Regions from separate parts of the Pan troglodytes genome. Here region 2 is linked to region 1. A link is a contact called in public Hi-C data. All regions are on one chromosome and are shown on one strand. The core of a region is the stretch at or near the end of the contact, and the rest is flanking DNA. Distances in the headings are between cores, read along the strand shown. Region 1 has its middle 130 kb from the start of LGALSL. Region 2 overlaps LOC134807899 (a long non-coding RNA gene).

What was found. Hi-C and Micro-C count contacts between places; a contact is called where the count stands out from the background.
Region 2: a Hi-C map of a lymphoblastoid cell line shows a contact between it and region 1, with 4 times the contacts expected there. The contact joins two enhancer-like sites. A contact is called at or near these places in 5 of 7 Hi-C or Micro-C datasets (blood, induced pluripotent stem cells, a lymphoblastoid cell line and 1 more) and 1 of 1 other capture datasets (stem cell-derived neural stem cells).

What each region holds. Positions count from the first base shown.
Region 1 is chr12:58,394,663-58,399,525 of NHGRI_mPanTro3-v2.0_pri, reverse strand. No RefSeq gene overlaps it. Among named protein-coding and RNA genes, the nearest start is that of LGALSL, 130 kb to the right of the region's middle. Within about 2 kb of position 2,570, at least 5 of the 24 cell types and tissues checked have an H3K27ac peak or open chromatin away from gene starts, as enhancers often do. A contact at or near this core is called in a lymphoblastoid cell line, where this site is marked.
Region 2 is chr12:58,673,622-58,678,484 of NHGRI_mPanTro3-v2.0_pri, reverse strand. All of the region lies in intron 3 of LOC134807899 (a long non-coding RNA gene), which reads right to left. Among named protein-coding and RNA genes, the nearest start is that of VPS54, 30 kb to the left of the region's middle. Within about 2 kb of position 2,179, at least 5 of the 24 cell types and tissues checked have an H3K27ac peak or open chromatin away from gene starts, as enhancers often do. A contact at or near this core is called in a lymphoblastoid cell line, where this site is marked.

The DNA of each region.
Region 1 (4,863 bases), core at 1,321-3,820:
CTAAGGGGTGGCCTTTATTCCCACTTATCTACCCTCTTATTCTTTGTGTCCTAGAGGTCCAACCATTAGGCTCAAACTTCTCTTTTACTCTTTCTTCCAGAGAAACGAGGAACCATCGAGCAAAGGGGACATCTGGGGTGGCAGAGAAACAAGGAACCATCAAGCAAAGGGGGCATCTGGGGTGAGTGTATAGATCCAGCCCTGACCCTCATTAACTAGTGGAGATGCTCATAAGATTGTGGGCTTCTTGAGGGCAAGGGCGCCCTCTTATTCATCTTTGTGTGAATGGCACAAAGTCGGTGTTGGGTAATGTCTGTTGATTGCTGAAGCGCTGGCAAGATGCCTAAGGGAAGAGAAGCATTGATTAATCTAGTGGTGCCTTCTCACACCCTGCTTTGATTGGGGGCAATGGCAATGTTAACCTCAAAAGGTGTGTGGTGCTTTACGGTGTACACAATGCATCAGTCTACAATTGCGAGATGATTTTTATCCCCATTAGAAGGAAAATAAAACAGAGGTGCAGGGAAGTTAAGTGACTTGCAATGCTACAGATTGATTTGAAAGCACTGGCACTGGAGTCAGTCAGATGAGTTTGAGTCCTAACTCTGCCTTGAACTAAGTAGTTACCATGTGGCTATGTGGCAATGAGCTAGGTCCTTACACCCTAGAAACTCTACTTTCCTCATGGATAAAATCAAGATGATGACGGCACCATTTACATAGGATTATCTTGAGGATTAAATGAGATTATGCATATAAAGTGTCAGGCACATAGTAAGTGCTCAGTAAATACTGGCATTTGCTAGTGGTCATAGAGCTGGGGCTCTGGTTGTCTGACTTCAGTCAAATATTCTTTGACCCAGATTTGAAGCCTGTGATCAGCACATTTATATTGAACAAATGCACGGCAGAATATTGAGAAGGAATTTATGACAATATTTACATAAAGAGTTGGCATTTGCATTGATGAAACCAAAAACAGAGCCCTAAGAACTGACCAGGGAGAAAAACCATGGATGTCTCTGAGGAATTTGATATAACTATATAACTATAATGTTCAGCACAGTGACCTTGGCTTGGAGTCACCAACTGATTTCAATTGTTGTTTGAGTTATCACTGGAGAATGGAATATCATTCATTTGTTTAACAAACATTTCTTGGGCACCTGCTGTGTGCCAGCCACTGTGCTGTGAGTCAGGATGTAATGGAGAGCAGAAGAGGCAGAGCCTGCGGCTGCACGAAGTCCCCAGTCAGGTAGGAACACTGGAGGGGCTGCTCTCAGCCTTGAGAATCTCAGCAGCCAAGGAGCCACGCCCCTGGTGGGTCGGGGGACCACTCAGACGGGTGGTGACCAGGCTCTGTTATGATTTATTTTCTCTTAATGGTAAAGTTGTGAGCAAGTCTCAACTCTCATTTCTTCTTAGAGAAAATATAGGCAAGAAGTGGTCACAGAAATAAAGCTGGAGAGGAGGAGTCCTTTTTTTGGGTAGGGTCCTAGGATCCATGAAAACATCTCCAGATGGCAGATGGTCTGGAGGGAGAATCCCATGGCTTATCCTCATCTAATCGGATCATCTATCTTCTTAAATGCTATCCCAAAGGATATGTGTCTTGGCTGGGTGAGACAGTGGAGGAAACCCCTTTGATTTTCTTGATGAGACTTCTCTTCCTTCGGTGTAGATTCACAGAGAAATGATGGTTTAATAGAGAGATCTAAATTATCCAAAATTAACAACTTGACATTGATGGTGTTAGCCTCATAACTACTGATACAGAGACAACCAGAGCTAAAGCATTGGCTTTTAGGCCCCCTTTCTAGGACAATATGCTTATTTCCAAAGGAAATGCATTCTCCCATCCAGGTCATATCTTCTGGCTGTCCCAAAGCCAACACTGGAGCTGGTAGAAGGGACTGAGGTATGATTTGTGTCATGCCTTTTTATTTGTCAGACCAGCAAATGCCATACTTGACTCATAGAGTCAGCTTGGGGATTAAATGAGATCATATATGTAAAACAGCAGAGTGCCTAACTTGTGACAAAGACTTAACATTTGCTAACCATTTGGAATGGATGTCTGGTTTGGGTCTGTCTAGCACTCCTATCTCCTTTGGAGAACAGTCCCCCTTCCATTCCACACTGCCTCGGTGGGCATGGTACCCCTTCTCCTGAATGCAGCAAGAGAGAGTTAGGCCCACATACAGGGACATGCAGAGATGAGAATGGGATAGACAGAGAGAGAGTCCTGGCATGTGTGAGACCAGACATGGTTCCTAAATCCCGGATTCCTATAGCTTCTTTTTCAATTCTGAGTCACCTTGGGCCAAGCCACAGAGGTGAGCAAAGAGTTCCCATTTTACTTAAGCAGCCTGAGTTGAGGTTCCATAATTTGCCATTGGTCCCATGAGGATGTGAGGCCGTGATGCCGTAAGTCCACGTGGCAGGAGAACTGGGTGGACAGTAACCTTTTAGGTGCCCACAACTGAGAAGTGAGAATGTTCTCAGAGCACCCCTGGGTCTTAGTCACTGACATTTAAACAGGCTGCAAAACATCTTTCACCTGCCTCTTACATGCCCTCTGTGAATTACATATTGTGGCTTACCACCGAAAGTAACACCTCCCTTCTGAGTCTCAAAGACAGCAAGGCAAGCCGAGAACTTGGAGCTGTGTATTAGTGAGAGGAACCTCCCACTGGTTTAGATCAGGGAGGACATCCCGTGGTCTGCTCAGGTCAGTCATGCCCCAGGCCAGCAGCTGGAAGGACAGCAGAGTGGGCTCAGTGAGCAGTGAATATAACCCAGAAAATAGATGTTCATCTCAAGGGCAGTCTCTGGGCGTCATGCATCTTTGGACCCCCAGGGCTGAGTGCTGCATCAAGGAGTCTGAAGTTCTTTAAGGTCCCAGTGAATGGAACGGAATCTGCCCCAGCTGGCAGCGTGTCCCCGGCTGCACTAAATGAGATTCTGTGGGGTACGGGGAAAGGCATGAGAACTTTAGGCCCCTGAGGTCAGGGAGACACAGCCAAATAGCTCAGATACAAAGTGTCTTGGCAGGCACAGAGGGGTGTAGCAGTGAGGTGAGTGGGCGGCGGGGGGGTGCATTTTTTGCTAGTGTGCCCAGTTTTGTTGACAAAAACGGTAGCATCTGAGCAGGACCTTGACCAACTGGTGGGATGCAGGGTGAGTGATATGCGCAAGATGTGGTCCTGGGCCAGCACCATCAGCATCGTCTGGGAACTTGTTAGAAAGGCAGAGTCTTGGCCAGGCATGGTGGCTCATGCCTGTAATCCCAGCTCTTTGGGAAGCCGAGGTGGGCGGATCACAAGGTCAGGAGATCGAGACCATCCTGGCTAACATGGTGAAACCCCATCTCTACTAAAATACAAAAAATTAGCCAAGTGTGGTGGCATGTGCCTGTAGTCCCAGCTACTCAGGAGGCTGAGGCAGGGGAATCGCTTGAGCCCGGGAGGCAGAGGTTGCAGTGAGCCGAGATCGGCCCAGTGCACTCCAGCCTGGCAACATGGGACCAGGCGTGCAAGGCAGGCAGGCATCTGATTGCAGGATCCCCAATACCAGATTTTAGAATCATGTCATTTTTCCATACCATTGAGAAGCTCCTGAAAGTTTTTGAAGAAGAGTGAGTCATTCATTTATTCACTCAGCTAATATTTACCAAGCACCTACCACGTGCCAGGCCCTACATGGGCACCAAGATCCAACAGTCAACGTGCCCACATTAGCTAAGGGCAACTTTTAAGCAAGGGCTTATTCAGAGACAAGATTGCTATTGTCTGTCTTTTCCATCTGATTTGCGAATGGAACATACACCTGCTGTGCTCTCCAGAAACAACTCTGCTCCTTGTCTCTGACAGAAGCGCTTCAGTTGAGCATTTATGGAAGTTTCTAACAGTGGTGATGTGAATGGATGACAGAAAGCAGGCGCGTGCGCACACGCAGTTTTGAAAGGCTGGGGGCCAGTGGGAGAACGCATTTTCTTTCAGGTCTGTGCTGCCTGCCAGGGAGCTGCTGTTCTCGTGCGGCATCTTAAGATGGCCCTGGCAGCCTTTGGCTTTTGCCTTGTGAGGGTCAATGGGCTTCAGGTGTTTCTGTGTTGATCTAACAGTTTCAGGAAGCCGTGGGCCGGGAGGGTGGGGGTGAGCGAGGGGAGGAGTGGGGAAGGGAAGGAGGAAGGCTGTGGGTAGCTTCTCTTCTGTTCTCACATGACAGCTCTGATGAAATTAGAGTGTGATCTCAAAGACAAGCTGGTCTTTTCATCTGAATTAAATGAAATAGGCCAATATGCTCTTCTAGAAGATCAAACATACCCAGGACAATGTTCAATCCTCTTTCTTTGTCCCACTTTGGGACAAAAACCAAACTGGGGAAAAGAACGGGGAGGCTGGAGCGCCTGCTGGGGCCCCTTCTCTGCCCACACGGCTCCTCTTGGGCTCTGGGCAGGCTGAGCTTAGCGGGCATTGCCCTCTGCTGGGGCATATCAGGAGAAATGAGCTAAGGCCAGGGGTGGTCCTATCAGGTGGCAGAGGACAGGATTTGGACGAGTCGCAGGGCTATTACTGATGGAGATTTAGCACTCTGGCCTCTGAGAAAACAGCCAGGTTTCTGATCTGCCCAAGCCCTCTGTCTCTCCTGTCAGGGGCCTTCTCAGCACCCCCTAAACATTCCAATTCCTCTCCTACTCCAGTCTATTCCGTTCTTTCTCTGAATGGTCCACAGCTTATCCCAGGTCTGTGGGCAGAGGGGAAAGAAACAGAAGGGAGAGCTGAGAAATCTCTCCCGCCCAGCACAGTCGGTATCACAAGCTCTGTGTCCAGTTTCCTTGTCCTATATTTGGTAACACGACAG
Region 2 (4,863 bases), core at 930-3,429, 280 kb before region 1:
CACACACACACAAATGTGTAGAAGGATCAGATAATACAAGGCTTCATTTCATTTCTTTGGCTGTTGAGGCAACTTTTAAAAAGCCTTCTCTTACACCAACTAAAATATTCTTGTCCTTTCCTGCTTTCATAGCCTACATCTTCCTGTTTGTGAATACAGGTAGGAGATGTTGGAGTGGCAATCTGGGGCTCTCCCGTGGTTTACAGTGAAGAAAATAACTCAGTTTCATCAAGAGGCTGGCAAATGTTTTGCAGATATTTTACAATTGTATCAACCATAACAATGCCACGGATTCTACAAGGCTAAAAACCAGGCAGCAAGGCATTTGTCTTTCGGCTATTTTTGCTTAGAAGTTATTGGTGTTTGGCCTTATTTTTCTTATATTGTAAACTTTTTGGATATTGGATATTTAGTTGTAAATGTCAGCTTGTTTATATTTGAGTTTACTCAACATTGGAATCCCTAAGGAATTCTTGAAGTTTGATAAATTCCCAGATACAACGGCACAATTCAGGGAGAGGAGTTTAGAGTCGTGAGTACCCTTTGCAGGAAGATAATGGTAAGCAAAACCTACTCTTAAAAGTTGTGTTGGGGGGTAGACCACAGTAGCTGATGGATGGTGAATGGTCTCAGGGTGGGAGTGGAGAATGGAGAAGGAAGAGGAGGCTCTGGGGCATAAAATGATGGGCCCTATACTAGCACCTCATTCTTGCTTTTACAGGGGAGGGAAAGACTTTTCCTCTACCCTCCTAGGTTTAAAATTTGAGTCTGTGAAACAAACTGACAATACGCAGATTAACCGGAGAAAAGGTATACAAATTTATTGCATGGATGGGGCATCACAAGAGAAAAAAAAATGAATACCCAAAAAAGTGGTGAGATTTGGGAGCTTATACTGTCTTCGTAGGGGAAAGAAGAAGAGGGATACGGACAACTTAGGAGAGGGTAAATAATTTGGGGGAAAGAATGAGCCCTTAGGGAGATGGAATCGTTTGTAGCAAACTATTATATTCTATTATAGATGTAATAGAAGTGGTGTCCACTTCTAATCTTCTGTCCTGTTGTAATAGTCAATCTTCCTGGTTGATTAACCTACCAGAGAGGGGAATTAATGACAACTGAGTTCATTTTGGAGGATCTGTCTTCAGGCAGGTAAGGGAGAGTTCAGAGAAAGCCTCTCCCTGCATTTGCTGTCTTTCAAGTATCTTCAGCTTCAAATAATTAGTATACCAAAGTAGCATATTTTGGGGTGGCATGTCCCAAATGCCTTTGCTTTCTTTTTTCTGAGTTTGGGAAATGTTCTTCCTTTTCTTGGGCACATTGTCCCCACCAAAGACAGAACAAACAAACAATTCAAGCTTTTATGCAATGAGATAGACACGGTGCTAGGCCTGCTCCCATTTTTGGCCTCCTGCAAAAATCCCAAGGAGCAACCTGGGAATATATATATATATTTTTAAGATGGAGTTTCGCTCTTGTTGCCCAGGCTGGAGTGCAATGGTGCGATCTCAGCTCACTGCAACCTCCACCTCCCAGGTTCAAGCAATTCTGCCTCAGCCTCCCAAGTAGCTGGGACTACAGGCATGCGCCACCACACCTGGCTAATTTTTGTATTTTTAGTAGCGACGGGGTTTCTCCATGTTGGCCAGGGTTGTCTCAAACTCCTGACCTCAGGTGATCCGCCTGCCTCGGCTTCCCAAAGTGCTGGGATTACAGGCATGGGCCACTGCGCCTGGCTGCAACTTGGGATTTTTGTAGGAAATCAGGAACAAGGCTCAGGAATGCTGTCCTGAAAATGATCAGTTTTTATTCTCCTCAAATCCTTTCACCTGCCTGTCTTGCTAGGGGTGTGGAGAATACATAAAGGTACACAGAACTAGAAGGATGGAGGAAATAATGAGGCTGTCATGGGAGATTTCCTAAAGGTTACTATGAATTAGCTAATTTGTGATACCTTGTTGCTAATTGCTGAAGAGAGGCTGCTCTTGTATTCAGAGTTATGGCTATGCCAGTTCCTTCTGGGCACCATTCATATGGATGAGTTTGCCTCTTGTTCTACATCAGTGCCTCCTGGTTTGCCCTCCTCTTTACACTCTTGACATGCAGAGGCGAAGGCAAGTGTGGTTGTGCTTTCGTTAATTTTGTATGGGAGGAAGTGGTTGTTCAGTGACCTTGGAAAAGCCCAGTGCTGATGTTTTACAGCAGGTGGCAGCCTTTCCCTGGGAGAGAAGACAGAGCTAGTATGATCTAATGCAAAATTGTTTAGGGTTTTATTGCTTTTCCTTGATAGACGTGTCAAGTGATTACCTGACCCTGAAGTTGAAATTGGCTTTATCACAGAGGGAAGAGAAGCAGAGATCCTAAGCCCTGGAAAAGGGAGTGTAAACTCACTTCTGGGGCTCAATCCCACAGCTGCTGCCTCTGAAGAAACTGGTGGCTGCCCTCAGGGAGTCTGGTCAAGTTCAGACACCACGTGGCATCTCTGAGCAAGGGCCCACAGAGAGACACAGATTGGAGCAGGGAGACACAGATTGAAGCAGATCAACAATTACCCTGCTGTATTTTGTGAAGGAGGGCATTTGATAGCAAGTACCCCCTTTCCATTCCAGATGTGTAAAGCAGCCTTTTTTTTTTTTTTTGAGATGGAGTCTTGCTCTGTCACCCAGGCTGGAATGCCGTGGTGCGATCTCGGCTCGCTGCAAGCTCCACCTCCCGGGTTCACGCCATCCTCCTGCCTCAGCCTCCCAATGTAGCTGGGACTACAGGCGCCCACCACCATGCCCGGCTAATTTTTTGTATTTTTAGTAGAGACGGGGTTTCACCGTGTTAGCCAGGATGGTCTTGATCTCCTGACCTCATGATCTGCCCACCTCAGGCTCCCAAAGTGCTGGGACTACAGGCTTGAACCACTGCACCTGGCCGCAGCCTTTTAAACTAATCTGCCAAATGGTTTTCTTAAGGTTATTCAGTTACTTGCATTCAAATTTGCAAAGTGCTTAATAAAAGGAAAGGCAGACTTGGTGGAGAAGCTTGATGCTGGAAACACATCCAATTTGTTTCTGAATTCTTTTTTGTCTTTTTAATTTTTTGTTAATTTTAATTTTTTTGAGACAAGATCACACTCTGTCACCCAGGCTGGAGTGCAGTGGCATGATCTTGGCTCATTGCAACCTTCGCCTTCCAGGTTCAAGCGATTCTCGTGCCTCAGCCTCCCAAGTAACTGGGACTACAGGCGCTCACCACCATGCCCATAGGAGTTTTTTGTATTTTTATTAGAGATGGGGTTTCACCATGTTGGTCAGGCTGGTCTTGAACTCCTGACCTCAAGAGATCCACCTGCCTCGGCCTCCCAAAGTGTTGGGATTACAGGTATAAGCCACTGTGCCAGGTCTGTTTCTGATTTCTTAATGGTAGGATTGTATGTATCATTTATCAATAAAGTGCTATGTAGAAAACATTATTCAAAACTTAGCGTAAATGAGTAGAGATTGACCGAAGTCCCTATAGATGAATCTACTTTATGCCTAAAGGAAATATGGGTGATTAGACAGGGATAGAAGCAGACAGAAATCAAGGGACTAGGTGGACTATTGAAATTAATTAAAATTGAAATGAAAAATTCAGTTCCTAAGTTGCACTAGCCACATTTCAAGAGCTCAACAGCCACATGTGACTAGCGTCTACCATGTTGGACAGCACGGATAATTGACCATTTTTATCATCACAGAAACTGCTACCAGATAGCAGTGGACTAGAAGAAAAAAACAGGGAGTGTGGCCAAGTGAAAAGGTGAGTAGTTAAGAACAAACCCTCCCTGTAATGCTAATTATTGAAATACTAATTCCTAAGTGTGGCAGGAGTTTCAAATAGAGTATCTCATATAATCCTCATACTGATCCACAACCACAATAACGCTGCTGACATTTGTTGAAACCTTTTTACTACTGCAGGCCAGGCACTAAAAACTCTGTTGAACCGTTTGGGCTCAGAAAACAATACCCTAAAACAAAGACCTCAGAAAGCAACCTCAGAAACAGAAGTTTTTCTTTGACCTTCTCCTGCCCTCCTGTCTCTTAATCCTTTCGCCACTGAGGCCAGCCGCAGAAACTAGAATCCCTCTTCCCGAAGGTGGGTCATAGAAACCAGAACCCCTTTCCCCAAAGCTAGTCATAAAACCTACAATTTTACTCTAACTTTCCCTCCACCTTTCTGTATAAAAACTGGCCATGAAGAAATTATCTGACCTCCCTTATTTGACTGTAGGACATAAGACCCTGGTTCCAGAGAGGGTCCTGTCCCACACCCAGAAGGAAGGAATGCGTGCTCAGAGACGACAAGAAGAATCTAGACGGACAGGCCTTGCTGGGTTTCCCCACTCCGGCCATTAGATCTTACCCTTTTTGTCCAGTCATGTTCCTATACAGCTGGCCATACTTTGTTGAACCTAAGCATAAAAATGACAATTTCCCCTGCGTGTTTTGGTCTTCATTCTGAAGGCTCTTGTGTATTCCCGTTAAATAAATTTGAATGTCTTTTCTCCAATTAGTCTACCTTTTTTGAGTTGGTTTTTCAGCAAACCTTCTGAGGGCCACGGGGAAAGCTCTCCCTTGGCCCCTACATAACTTGCTGGTCTTTGCAAGAACTCAGTCAAGTTGGTACTATTATTGTTCCTATTTAACAAATGAGGAAACTGTAGCAGAGAAGGACTTTAGTAACTTATCCAAGGTTACCTGGCTTGTAAGGAATAACTGGGACTCAAACCCATGTCTTTCTGGGTTGTAACAATTACAGAGAAAGCAAGCAAGGAAAATACCTAGCACTCTCTTTATGTGAGTCAAATTTGCTTTTAAGCCACTTTCCCCT